Regions from separate parts of the Oryzias latipes genome. Here region 2 is linked to region 1. The links are chromatin contacts, called in public Hi-C maps. All regions are on one chromosome and are shown on one strand. The core of a region is the stretch at or near the end of the contact, and the rest is flanking DNA. Distances in the headings are between cores, read along the strand shown.

Region 1 (5,889 bases), core at 2,951-5,450:
AAACTAAACAGCACAACTGAAGTATTAAATTGTGATTTACTTTTTTTTTAAACATGAATTACATTCAGTCTCGTCTTTTTCTCCAGTACAGCAAACTCCACTGAGCAAAATTTCCGACGAAACCATCAAGAACAGAGATCGCCTACAGGCGCTTAAAATGAATTAAGGCAGGGTATTTTATTCACTAGTAATGCAGAACTCAAATGCGGTGGGACAATGTTTCACCTGTTGACTTTCTTCATAGCAGAGCTGTCTGGTTTCTTTTATTTGCTGAATCAGACTGTCTTTGTGTTTGTCCAACTTCAGCAGGGTGTCCTCCAGTTCCTTCCGGTCAGACTGCTGCTCCTGAAGCTCCAGACTCTCCACTGTCACTGCATTCTCCAGCTCCTATATGCAAAAGCACAAACACACACAAACCGCAGCAGGATTAGAAGGAATAACTGAGTCAGTAACATGCATATTAATGGGAAAAATCATTTTCTTGATGATTGAATTTGGCGATTGCATTAGCTGGATTGTGGGATTGTGATTTACAACATGGTCTAAGAAAATGAAGATATGATCTTTTGATGAATTTTGAAGGAAAATGATATAGAAATGTTCATAAACAAAAATTTGAAAAATAAGAACTTAAAGAGTTCTACAACACCAAATTAAATAAATTATAGAGTAACAAGTTAAGAAGAACTAAGTAATTTTTTTTCTTCAAACAGTAGTTTAGTGTTTGTCTGCTTCTCTTTCTAGCACTCCTGCAGTTGGTAATTGACCTATTTTTCATACGGTGTTTGTCTTTTTCCTGCACCGTTGGAGCCCAACTGGTCACGGATGAGTGACCTCATTGAATCTGGTTCTGCTGGAGTTTCTTCCTAATCTTCCTAAGACATTTAGGGTGGCTGTGGTGCAGAGGTAGAATGGTTGACCCCTGAGCAAAAGATTGCAGGTTCAGTTCCTGCCTTGTCCACCCATGTGTCAAAGTGTACTTGGGCCAGACGGTGAACCCCACATTGCTGCCAGTGTTAGGCAGCGAAGCCACCATTAGTGTGTGAAAGTGTGTGAATGTGGGTGAATGAGACTGTGTAAGGCACTGTAAAACACCTTAGGCCTTTTAGGACGGTAGGAAAGCGCTATACAAGTATACGCCAATTACTGCCGTTTACCGTATCCTTTCCACATTCATGCTTTGTGTGATCAATATGAAATTTGACCTAGAATCCTTTGATGTTTTCTAATGATCACTTATATAGGCTATTATATAACACATATGATGACAATTTAGCCCGACTGGAATCCTCTGGGCTGGATTGGGTTTGTCATTTGATCTTTTCTCCACAACTCAACATTTGTTGCAGACACGCTGATGTATTCATCATGATTTTACAGTCAAAGTTAAGTACTTTACATTGGCCCACTAAATTGCATACACATTTATCATGAATACTCAATATAAAGAGTTTTGTTTATTTGTAATTGTTTTGTTTCAATTGTTTTTTTTTTTTTGTTGTTGTTAATCAATTTAAATGACCAGTGGGAGTGGCTTAATGTTCTTAAAGCATTAGTCCTGAGCTTTCAGAGTTCCCTCACCGAAGTGACTTTCTGATTCTGTTCAATTCTTGTTTTGTGTACTTTCACATGAGGTACTCCTCATGTACTGCCCTTTTATTGGTACCTGCTATTAGAACATAGACTCATGGTGAAGCTTCTTTCCAGTATCTTGGACCTCACCTCTGGACTAACTTACCTGTGGACTTGAGAGTTTTTGCAACATTTAACATATTGTCATTTTTAAACTTAAATGCATTTTGTATGTATGTTGATATGTATGTATGAGTTAACATGTCCTGGTTTACCAGTACCTCTTCAATGAGTTATTATCATCAATGTTGCCTGTTATTTTATATAGGATCTTTTGAATATGATTGTGTTAAGTTGTGTGTTGTGAGTGGATTAGAGCTAAGACTACTCATTGTTTTAACCTGGTTTTTATATCTCTCTGTTTCTAAGCTTGTGGCCTAATTGTGTATGATGAAAGGCGCTGAACAAATAAAGTGATTAATTGATTGATTGATTAATGAAAACAGCACTGGAAAGAACCCCTGACTGCAGTTTTTCTGAATGAATGAGCTTTCATCAACTGTCAAGTTATCCCATAAACAGACAGTGTGATGCACTCCAGCCCATGCATTCTGCATCACTAGATGTCCTATAGGATCAACATGGGCATGTTGTTCTGCTCTAGTTCCCTTTGGCAGCACTACATCTCTGAGTTGGGTTTGTCTTTTAAATGAAGGGTAGTCTTGTGCATTTTCTTTGCCATTGAAAAACCTTTTAAAGTGTGGTACTTGCAGTAAGGCACATCTGTTGGGTTTTAGTTCTCAATTTGATGTCCCTCTGTCCAACTACTTTGATTCATAATTACTCTCATCTCTCTAGTCCATTAAGATCTTTTATAGCCAGTCCTTTTTCTTGTCTACTAAAAATGTCACCATTGTGAGGCTGTCTTTTAGATTTTGCTGGGCTAACCCCTCCTCCTCCTCTTCCTCTTTATCTACAATCTCGTCAGTCATCCGCAGCATCCGCAGCCTGGGGTCCTGTCCACTGTTCCCTGCTTGAAATTGTCTCCTGCATCGTTTTTTTCCATTTATGAGAAAAAAAAATAGTTTTATACTTTGTGTACTGCAAAAACATTATTTTTTTTTCCTGAATTTTTGAAGTCTTCAGCTGAATCCCTCTCTATGAGAAAGTCTCCTACACACTTAGTGGAAAGGGGGTCTAAGGGCAGGTATGCCAGTACAGCTTAGTCAGTTTGTTAGTTCAATTTAGTATTTTCCCATTGAACTCTATGTATTCATGATCCTTTTGAGTTCATGTTCCACTTTTTCAAATACCGATACGAAGCCCATTGAGACGACTGTTGTGAATTTGGAAATTGGAAAGTGCTTTTCTGCGAGTGATGTTCACACATATGCTAAAATACATCAGGGCAAGCATGAACATGGATGTTTTCATATTGGCTGACACCCAAGATCTACAGTGTCACATGTGGCACACCTCAAGGGACTTTACATCAAAGCAGATGAAACACCAGAGACTTTCCATTCATGCCAGCATTGGTTGGAGGAGGTGGAGGAATAATCAAATTTAAATTAGTCTGGAATCAGTGTTTGAAAAGATTTTACCCTATAAAACCCCTAAAATTTTGACATCATGTCTAAATTTTCTTTAGACATGATGTTCACACAGTGATCGCCATCTAATCTTCATCTGTGGAGGACTTCGGTATTCCATGCGAAGACGAAAACTGATCTATATCTGTCATAGAATGTCACAGGATGATTCAAAGAACAGTTTGTAGAATCAGACAAATGAGGCTCAACATCAAAGATCAAGGACACTTATTATTTGGACTCCTGAGATCAAAGCTCTTCACAGTCTTTCCTATGATTCCATTCCTGACATCTGAGGTCACTTTAATACCATGACTATCCCTTTTGGTGGGCAGGACCAATTTTTACAAAAACTGACCCATTACAAACATTTTTTCGTTGGGCTTAAAGGTAGTCAACGATAAAAAAAAGAACCTACTAGATACATGAACAGCTTATAACACGTATGCTCATTCATATTTAAAGCCTTTATCAATTCAATATATGCTAACAAGGTCCCAGAGCTCACAGCAGGTTGTACATTGTCATCACAGATGCTATTGCTGGACACGCTGCAATGGAACTGAATACATTTTAAGAACATAAATATTGACATGTATGATGCACGACCTGGTCACATGACAACAGTAAATAAAGAAAGAAAGCCTCTAAAAGATGATACCACAAAACATATGAGCATAGACAAAAAATATATACAACACTCTTTGAAACATACACATGCACACAACACACCAGTGCTAGGTGCTGCGGTCTTCTTACTCTAATCTCTGCTTTCTTGGTGAGGATTCTCTCATCTGTTTCCATGACGTCTGCAGCATCCCTTGGAGATGACCAACACAGGAGGCAGGAATGCTTGAGGAAAGTGGAAAGAGAGCACTCATTTTTCCAGTCTGCCTTCCCTCCGTCATCCGCATGTTCCTGAGATGCCTCTATTTTTTCTTGCTGCATTGCTGGCTCCTCCATTGCTGCCCTTCCTGGCTGTCGCTACACTGCAGAGGAGGCGGAGCCACCCTTCTCAGCGTGTCACGGCTTGTGTGTGTGTGTGCGCGCGCACGTACATGGAGTAATGTTTGCAGGCAGACTGCACCACTTCAAGAATAAAAGGAAGCAATGGGATGAGTCAGGCAGAGAGAGCATCTATTGAGGTCTCTCACAGGGTTTCCTTGTGTTATGTTCCCTGCCTTCATGTGTTTTCTCTTCCTCATTTTTTCCCCTCCCTCAGCCTGGCGGCTTCTCTACTCTTTAACAGTCACTCCTGCATTCCCTCCCCCACCCTTCATCTCCATCACTTCCCTCTGCAGTATGCCTCCATCTGCACGCAAACACCCATACGAGTGTGACTGAGTCATTCATAAAAACTAAGATTAGATATGACAACAGATGTTTAACTGTACACATAATTCTTTAGTCCTTTTAGATTCCTTTAGAATAATCATCACAGTAACACATTTGATGTATTAGCGTTATGAAAAGTCACATGCCAAAAAAAGAGCAGTTTTTAATTTTAATTTATGTAAATGTTTTTTTCATTTGTTCCAAAAAACCTGCTGAAACACAGCTTGGTTACACAAAAATTTAGGTAAAACATACTATGTAACTTAATCCAGACCACTATTCTCCAACCTACAAATCTTTTAAAAGCAACAACATTTTGCAATAATTCCCTGTATAGCTTATGTCTCTCCATTTTTTGTGAAAGAAATGAAAAAGAAGAAGACTATACTCTTCTTCAGTTTGCAGATTGCAAAGGGCATAGTGTACATGAAAGGAAAACACAATCAGCAAATGTTGGGTTTTACTGCCACAAGCGAAGCATCTCAATTTAAAGTGGATTCTGATTTCTATGTTAAAATTTGTTTGATTTATCTTAAAAATTTTCTGTGTATTCCTGAAAAGAGTTAACCTACTGATGGACTTCATTGTGGCGCAGTTGTCAGCGCTCTTGCCTCACAGCGAGAAAGTCTCTGGTGGTTCCTTTCTGTGTGGAGTTTGGATATGTGCAAACTTGGGTTTTCTCCTGGCACTCCAGCTTCTTCCCACAGTCCAAAAGCGTGCTTCAGAGGTTCATTTGTGTCTCTAAATTGCCTCTAGGTGTGCATGTGAGAGGTTGTGTTTGTCTGTGTAGCCCTGCAACAGCCTGGTGACCTTGTTTAGGGTGTACTCTGCCTTTTCCAACAGTAGCTTTTCATTGTGCTTGAGTCTGTTGGTTGTTTGGTAGATTAGTGAATCTCTTCAAACTTAAAATTAAAGGTACACATGACAGACGTTTTCTTTATTTACCTTAAACATCTACTCTGGGTACAGCATCTCTTCATCATCCACTCCAAAAGTGATTAAACTCATCGACCATAAGTCACTTTTAACAGATGTCTCACTCTGCCTCCGCCAGTTATTGACCTTGTGTCCTTCAATCTTGCTTTAAGCTCCGTTTCATGCCATGTTGTCAAACAGTGTCAATAACTTTAAACACAAACACTTTGCGTTTTTCCATGAGATTGAACATTCCCGAATAAACAGCCAACAATCCGCAGAAAAAAAAAACAAAAAACGCCCCTCTCACCCTCCGCGGGTGGTTTCTCCTCTAAGCTCGGGTCCTCTACCAGAGGCCTGGGAGCTTGAGGGTCCTGCAGTATCTTAGCTGTTCCTAGCACTGCACTTTTCTGGACTGAGAGGTCTGAGGTCTTTCCAGGTATCTGTTGTAGCCACTCCTCCAGCTTGGGGGTTA
Region 2 (5,864 bases), core at 464-2,963, 160 kb after region 1:
AATTATTCTGGTGGTTCTCCTTTGTTTTAGCACAAGATTTAGAACTGCAAGATAAGGTTACCTATTGCTAAGTTTTGTCCATGACTATGGGGCGCACATGACTACATAATTGATTGTTAAAGCAGACTTTTATGCGTAAAGGTTCTGGTTAGAGCTCAGACGCAGAGCCTTCCCTTCCCGTTGTTCTGCTGGTCTCAGGAATTGCGTGTCCTTTCGTTCTCAGCCACAGGCGACAAGTGACGCTGCTTTCTATGAACTCAAAACTTCTCACTGAAGCGGAAACCAGAGTCCACCTCTCCGCACCAAAACCCAGCTCTCGTGACATCACAGCAGCCAAGCGTAAAATGCTGCAAGTGGAAGACGCTCTTTGTTGCGCGTCTCCTCCACAGCAGTCCTCCGTGCAGCTGTGGTGCCATGTGAGCGTGTTTTGCTCAACGGCACCGAGGAGGTAATAAGACCAAGCGCGTGCTGCGGTTTATGGCGCCTCGGCGCGCTGCAGGAAATCACAAATGAACCTCCGTCGTCTGCGGGTTTGGGGGGAAACAGCATCATTTGTGACCCCCCTGATTATTCCAGCACATCCCGCTGCTGCGTCTCCGCTCGGCTCTCCCATCATCACATCTTCCACAGAAACACCAGCACGCAAAAGCCTGGATCAGTCTGCAAACTTCACTTACACCAAGGATAATGGCGCGCTGCGTGGGCTGTGAGCCAAACATGCGACGGATTTTCGAGGATTCACTTCAAGAGGATTCGTCTGAATGTCTGGCGCACTGCTTCTTAAGAAGAAAAGGGCTTTCAGCAGAAATGTTAGGGGGAGACAGTTGTGTTTTTTCTAGCGCGCGGCGGTGCCACACAGAGCTGCAGCTGAAGCGTCCGCGAACGCAGCTGGGAGCGCGGAGGATGCGCAGCGTACGGCCGTGAAGGATGACCGTCACATCCTCCCCCGACCTCACATTCCAGCACCCGATCCGATCGCCCTGACTCACCCGTCAGCAGAGGACTGCTGTTGGACGCACTAGAGTAGAGCCGAATCAAGCCCGGCACCTGTCTGTCAGCCTGTCCGTTACAAGCTGCGGCTTACCTCCGGTGGCTCCTCACACCATCGCTGTGCGCAAACTCCGGCGGCTAGATCCCACACCGCGTCCACGTCTTGGAGGCAGCAAGGAGACGGCTGCAGTCACCGCTGGAACGAGCGCGAGTGTGGATTTTGCGGACGCAGTTGGCGCAAGCCTGCGGTGCGTGAACTGCAGCAGTGAATTGAGCGTACGTGAGGCGGACGCACAGGAACCCAGGCCAATTCGCGCTAAAAAATAAAAGCACTAATAGCTTATTCTGCTATTTAAAGTAGAGCCACCATTCTGTACAGCTTTTTTCCTGAGGTCTCCACGAACACACCAGTTCTGCAAACCCATTATAGGGACCAGGGGGAGGAATATAAAGCACCTAAACAAGACCGCACATGCATACATGCATGAAAGAGCAGGAAAAAAAAACCTTACCTGGAACTAAAGTCTTGAAAAGCGATTTGTGTTTCTTCAGTTTGAATGTTGGTGCACATGTATTGCCAAGACAAAAAGAAAAGGTTTTTAGTAAAACTAAACATTCACTTTTTTTACCTGCTTAAAGTTTGTGTTGAATTGGAGTACCATTTTTAAATTACAGATATTCCTGATGACAAAAAAATTTAATTCACAAGCACACCATTGGAAAGATAACAGAAAGGGCTGAAAAATAAAATAAATTAAAAAACAATGTAAGCTTTGTACTTATCTTAATTTGAAAGAAACCGGAAGTAAGTTAAATACAATGTATTCCGTTTACAAATTGCATTTTTCTGGCTATAAAGATGCACTAAATGGGAGATTCATCGGAAAACAGAGGTGGGTGTCTTTTAAAGCACATTAATTCTGTACTACTTGAGAAGCAGACCACCTTGTGTGTGCTATGGAAGCCTGGAAGCAGCACCTAGGGCGACTGCTATCTTTATTCTGTTTACATCTCACTTTCAATAGAATCTTAGGTCTAACCAGAAGATCACCGATGACTATTTTTGCTGAGTGCTCAAGTGGTGAACAGACAGCTGGAATTGGCAACCATCAGGCAGAACATGTGTATGTAGGCATTTCAACAGGTTACATGATTTCAAACATTTCACGTAAGAATGGATGGCTTGGTCAGGTCCATCCTTTTAGTAGAACCAACGGGTAACTTTAAAATGCAGCAATGCGAGTGTGGAGTAATCTGAGAAGTAAACATTCTACATCAACAAGAATTTGCTCAAATGCTGAAAAAAAATTGGGTTACAAAAAAAAGGTTAATATCAACCAAATTCAGAAATTATTTGAATGGCAGAGGAGCCTGATGATGCACAGTTCCTATTGGTTAATAAAGCTCAGCAAGTTTAATTTCACTCATTTATAGCAATGAATCCTCTGCACTAAAACTGCTCAAGTGTGCTGAGAAAATTCAGAGTACAAAATGTCTGGTTAAAAAAAAAATCACACTGAGCTTTCCAAAGGCTTAAGCACATTTTATCTGCAGTATATTTAAAAAAACACATTGATAATTTATTTCTAAAGTGCAGGGAATTAGGGCATATATGACTGATAACTGGATGAATATTTCTAAATTTGCTCAACTGCCATAGATCTAGTTTTCCAAGCTGACATGGTTGATTTGGTCTTTCTTTTAACATAAAAGCTTATAGTTTATCCCGTCTTAACCTGTTCTAATAGTTAAAATCATGTAAAATGTAAACCCCTGCTGGATTTTTCTCTTATTGTACTCAAATTTCAAATAATTGAAATGTGATGACATTTCCAGGTGCATAGCTGTAGGGCAAGACCATCTGTGGCTCTTGACGGCCAACACAGTGTACGAATTTAAACAATTCCTGCTCTACTTGTTGCACATTAACAGGTCCAAATGAATTTAGTCAATAAAAAAAACTCGATCAAGACAAGAAATCTTCATGTTCATGATTGATGATAAGATTTAGGTAAAAGCATTTACAGGCTCACTTATGACTGTGCTATAGGTCATCACGTTTCTTCACACTAAAGAGACAATGGTTCATTTTCACCACCATAAGCTTGTAATGGGATTGGATTTTCAATGTAATTCATCCATCCATCAATTTTCAGAACCTGCCGAATCCCTTTCAGGGTCAAGGGGCTGTTGGAGCCAATCCAGTTACTGTTGGGCAAAGGTGGGGTAAACCCTGAAGAGGTCACTAGTCTGTTGCAGGGCCACATACTCACATGCACACCTCGAGGAAATTTAGCAACGCCAATTAATATGCTAGGGATGTCTTTGGACTGTGGGAGGAAGTCTGAGAAAACCCATGCGTGCACAAGAACATGCAAACTCCAAATAAGGTCTCAGCTGGGATTTGAACCAGGGCTTCTCGCTGGGAGGGGAACACGCCAACCACTGCGCTCAATTCGGTTTGTTAAAGATTTCGTTTTCATTTCAAAATAAGTTTAATTTGGTGTTGTACTATTTAAACTTGACAAGGATAAAACTAATGAAAAACATCACTTTAAAGTTCAATTAACCTATAGTAAAATAAATAAACTTCAACAACTCTGCATTTAAATGGATGGATATTTCATTGGATGTTTTTTTTTTTAATGCACATCCCCCAACCAATTTCACTTAAGCCTTGCATAGGCTTTTTTTTTTTTTTTTTTAAATCATTGACATTTAGATTTTCTATTTGCAACCCCCCCCCCATTCTACATGGATTGAATCCATCAGCTTTTTTTTCACAAAGCTGAATGCATGCGTGACACATTTCCAGTGCGTCGTACCGCATCGAAAACTCAGAGCTGCAGGACCACTGCATGAGTGCAGAACACCCACAGGTGCAGAAATCCCTGTGTAAAGAGAGCATTAACCCTGTGATTCATACCTGCAGGAGGCCTTTCTATATACAGGAAAACTGGAAAGTCTGTACTGATCTATGGGAGCAAAAGTCATCCTGTTTTCTCCAATTCTTCCATTCAAAAAGAGTAAATGTTTCTTTGTCAGTTCTCAGTTTTAGGAATGCATCAGCTTCAACGTCACAAGATGTAAACAACTCAAAACATTGAGAGTAATTTATACAAAAGTCAGAATTCACCTATTTGTATATATTCCAACACCGGCTCAGATTTTTAAACAAAAAGCTAAAGGATTATGGTCAGTTTTAAAAATACCAAAAATCCTGAGATTAACTTCATTGATTTTTATTGTTAGTCCTGTTTAGAATCTCCATTTTCCTCACATTTATATATCAACTTGTGTTTTTCCCACAAACATCTACTTTTAAGTCACATTTTGCCAAGAGCTTACTGTCAAGTGGCATCATAACATCATAAGTTGGTTGAATCGGACAAATGTATCAAGATTTAGTTAATTATGAATTAATTTAAATTTACCCAAGAGCCCTTGGTCCTTAAGGGGAACAAACTCATCTGTCCCATGTAGCCGTGCCCTACTCACTGCTGATGAAGTGTGTTTGACACTACAGTACGTTTTATAGGTGACCTTTGTAGACCAATAGGAAATACCTGAAGCCTGCTTAATGAACAGCTGAAAAATATGAAAGGTTGACCAGAAAAAATGACGATAGCCAAACATATTTGTTTCACAATAGACATTTATTGGAATACATAAGTTAAATTTATTTCAAATTGGTTTAAAAAAAATAAAATATCTATAGAGCTCAGCTGTTAGTGCTGCAGGCTCCTTCCGGTTCCACCTGCAAAAATCAAGCAAGAAAAAAAAAATAAAAAAGCTGGAACAATGGACTCATAAGCTAGTTGATAAATCTTTAGCATGCAGTGGAATGTGAAGCATTTCCACAGGTCTGAAAAGAAAAGGATAAAGAAGGAAAAATAAAGGCACCTCTTGCTTTGCCAGACCTCTGGTTTCCATTGCAGGCTTCTGGTTTGCCGCCATGTCCTGAAAAGGATTTAGATAGCTCAAATCATCTCAGCTCATCTGCTTTGTATGAATAATACCTGCTAAGGGTGCACATTAAGAGAAATAAATAAAAGCTTGCATAACTTTTTTCAAACATTTCCATTCCAAAGTTTTATTCCATATTTTCAAAAAATAAAAAATAAAAAAAGCACCAGTATTAATATACCTGAGCATTTTGTCTTAAACCTGCCAAGCTTTTAAAAAGAAAAATTGTTTTAAAAAAAAGAAAAAAAAAAAAGGTGTGAAATTAAGAAGTTTTCTCCAATTTTAAAATTTTGTAAATTCACAATCAGTAATTAGCAAAAAAGAAAATATTCTGAATGGTAAAAATGTTTTTGTTGCAGGTACTTTAAGCTTTTTGGTACCTTGAGTCTTGTTCCTCTTCTGGCCTTTCTGCTTTTTATGCACATTCCTGTCCATGCAGAATGATTCGTGTTTACCATTTTTTAAGTTTTGAATTTCTATGGACAAAAAAAAAAAAAAAAAAATTAGTTCAACAGCATCCTGTTAAAGACCAAAAACACTGCCAGCATGAGACTACACCACCTGATATTTTTAAAAGCTGTATTTGGTCTGGTTCCACGTTGGTGCTTTGTGCCACACAGACACACATTGGATCCTGGAACTCATCACACTGGACACCACAGTCCACCAAGTGACCCTTTGGCTGGACAGCTTCAGGCTTTTTTCCTCCTGAAACCTCAGCCGCTTCTTCCACCTCAGTGGCTGCACCATTTTGAGGAGTAACTTGACCTGATGGGGAGATCCCCTCTTCTGCTACAGAGCTCAGAAGCAATGTTTCTTCAGCAGATTTAGGGCCGTCTTCCTGCAAGTCATTCACTGGAAAAGACTCCTGGTTTGGGCTTTTCTCAGCCTCTGGTTCAGAAGACCCA

The links. Hi-C and Micro-C count contacts between places; a contact is called where the count stands out from the background.
Region 2: a contact with region 1 is called in a Hi-C map of embryo, with 1.7 times the contacts expected there. The contact joins the promoter of LOC101160590 here to the promoter of LOC105356173 in region 1. A contact is called at or near these places in 2 of 5 Hi-C or Micro-C datasets (embryo and gastrula embryo).

What each region holds. Positions count from the first base shown.
Region 1 is chr17:13,477,481-13,483,369 of ASM223467v1, forward strand. LOC105356173 reads right to left here and starts at 4,201. Exons shown (of 10, transcript XM_020710846.2): 1 at 3,897-4,201; 2 at 226-387. The coding sequence starts at 4,127.
Region 2 is chr17:13,636,317-13,642,180 of ASM223467v1, forward strand. It overlaps LOC101160590 (disks large-associated protein 1-like), which reads right to left and starts at 1,714. Exons shown (of 15, transcript XM_011486379.2): 1 at 1,085-1,714. LOC101160842 reads right to left here. Exons shown (of 6, transcript XM_023965479.1): 3 at 5,518-5,864; 4 at 5,337-5,432; 5 at 4,894-4,950; 6 at 4,626-4,747. The coding sequence ends at 4,719.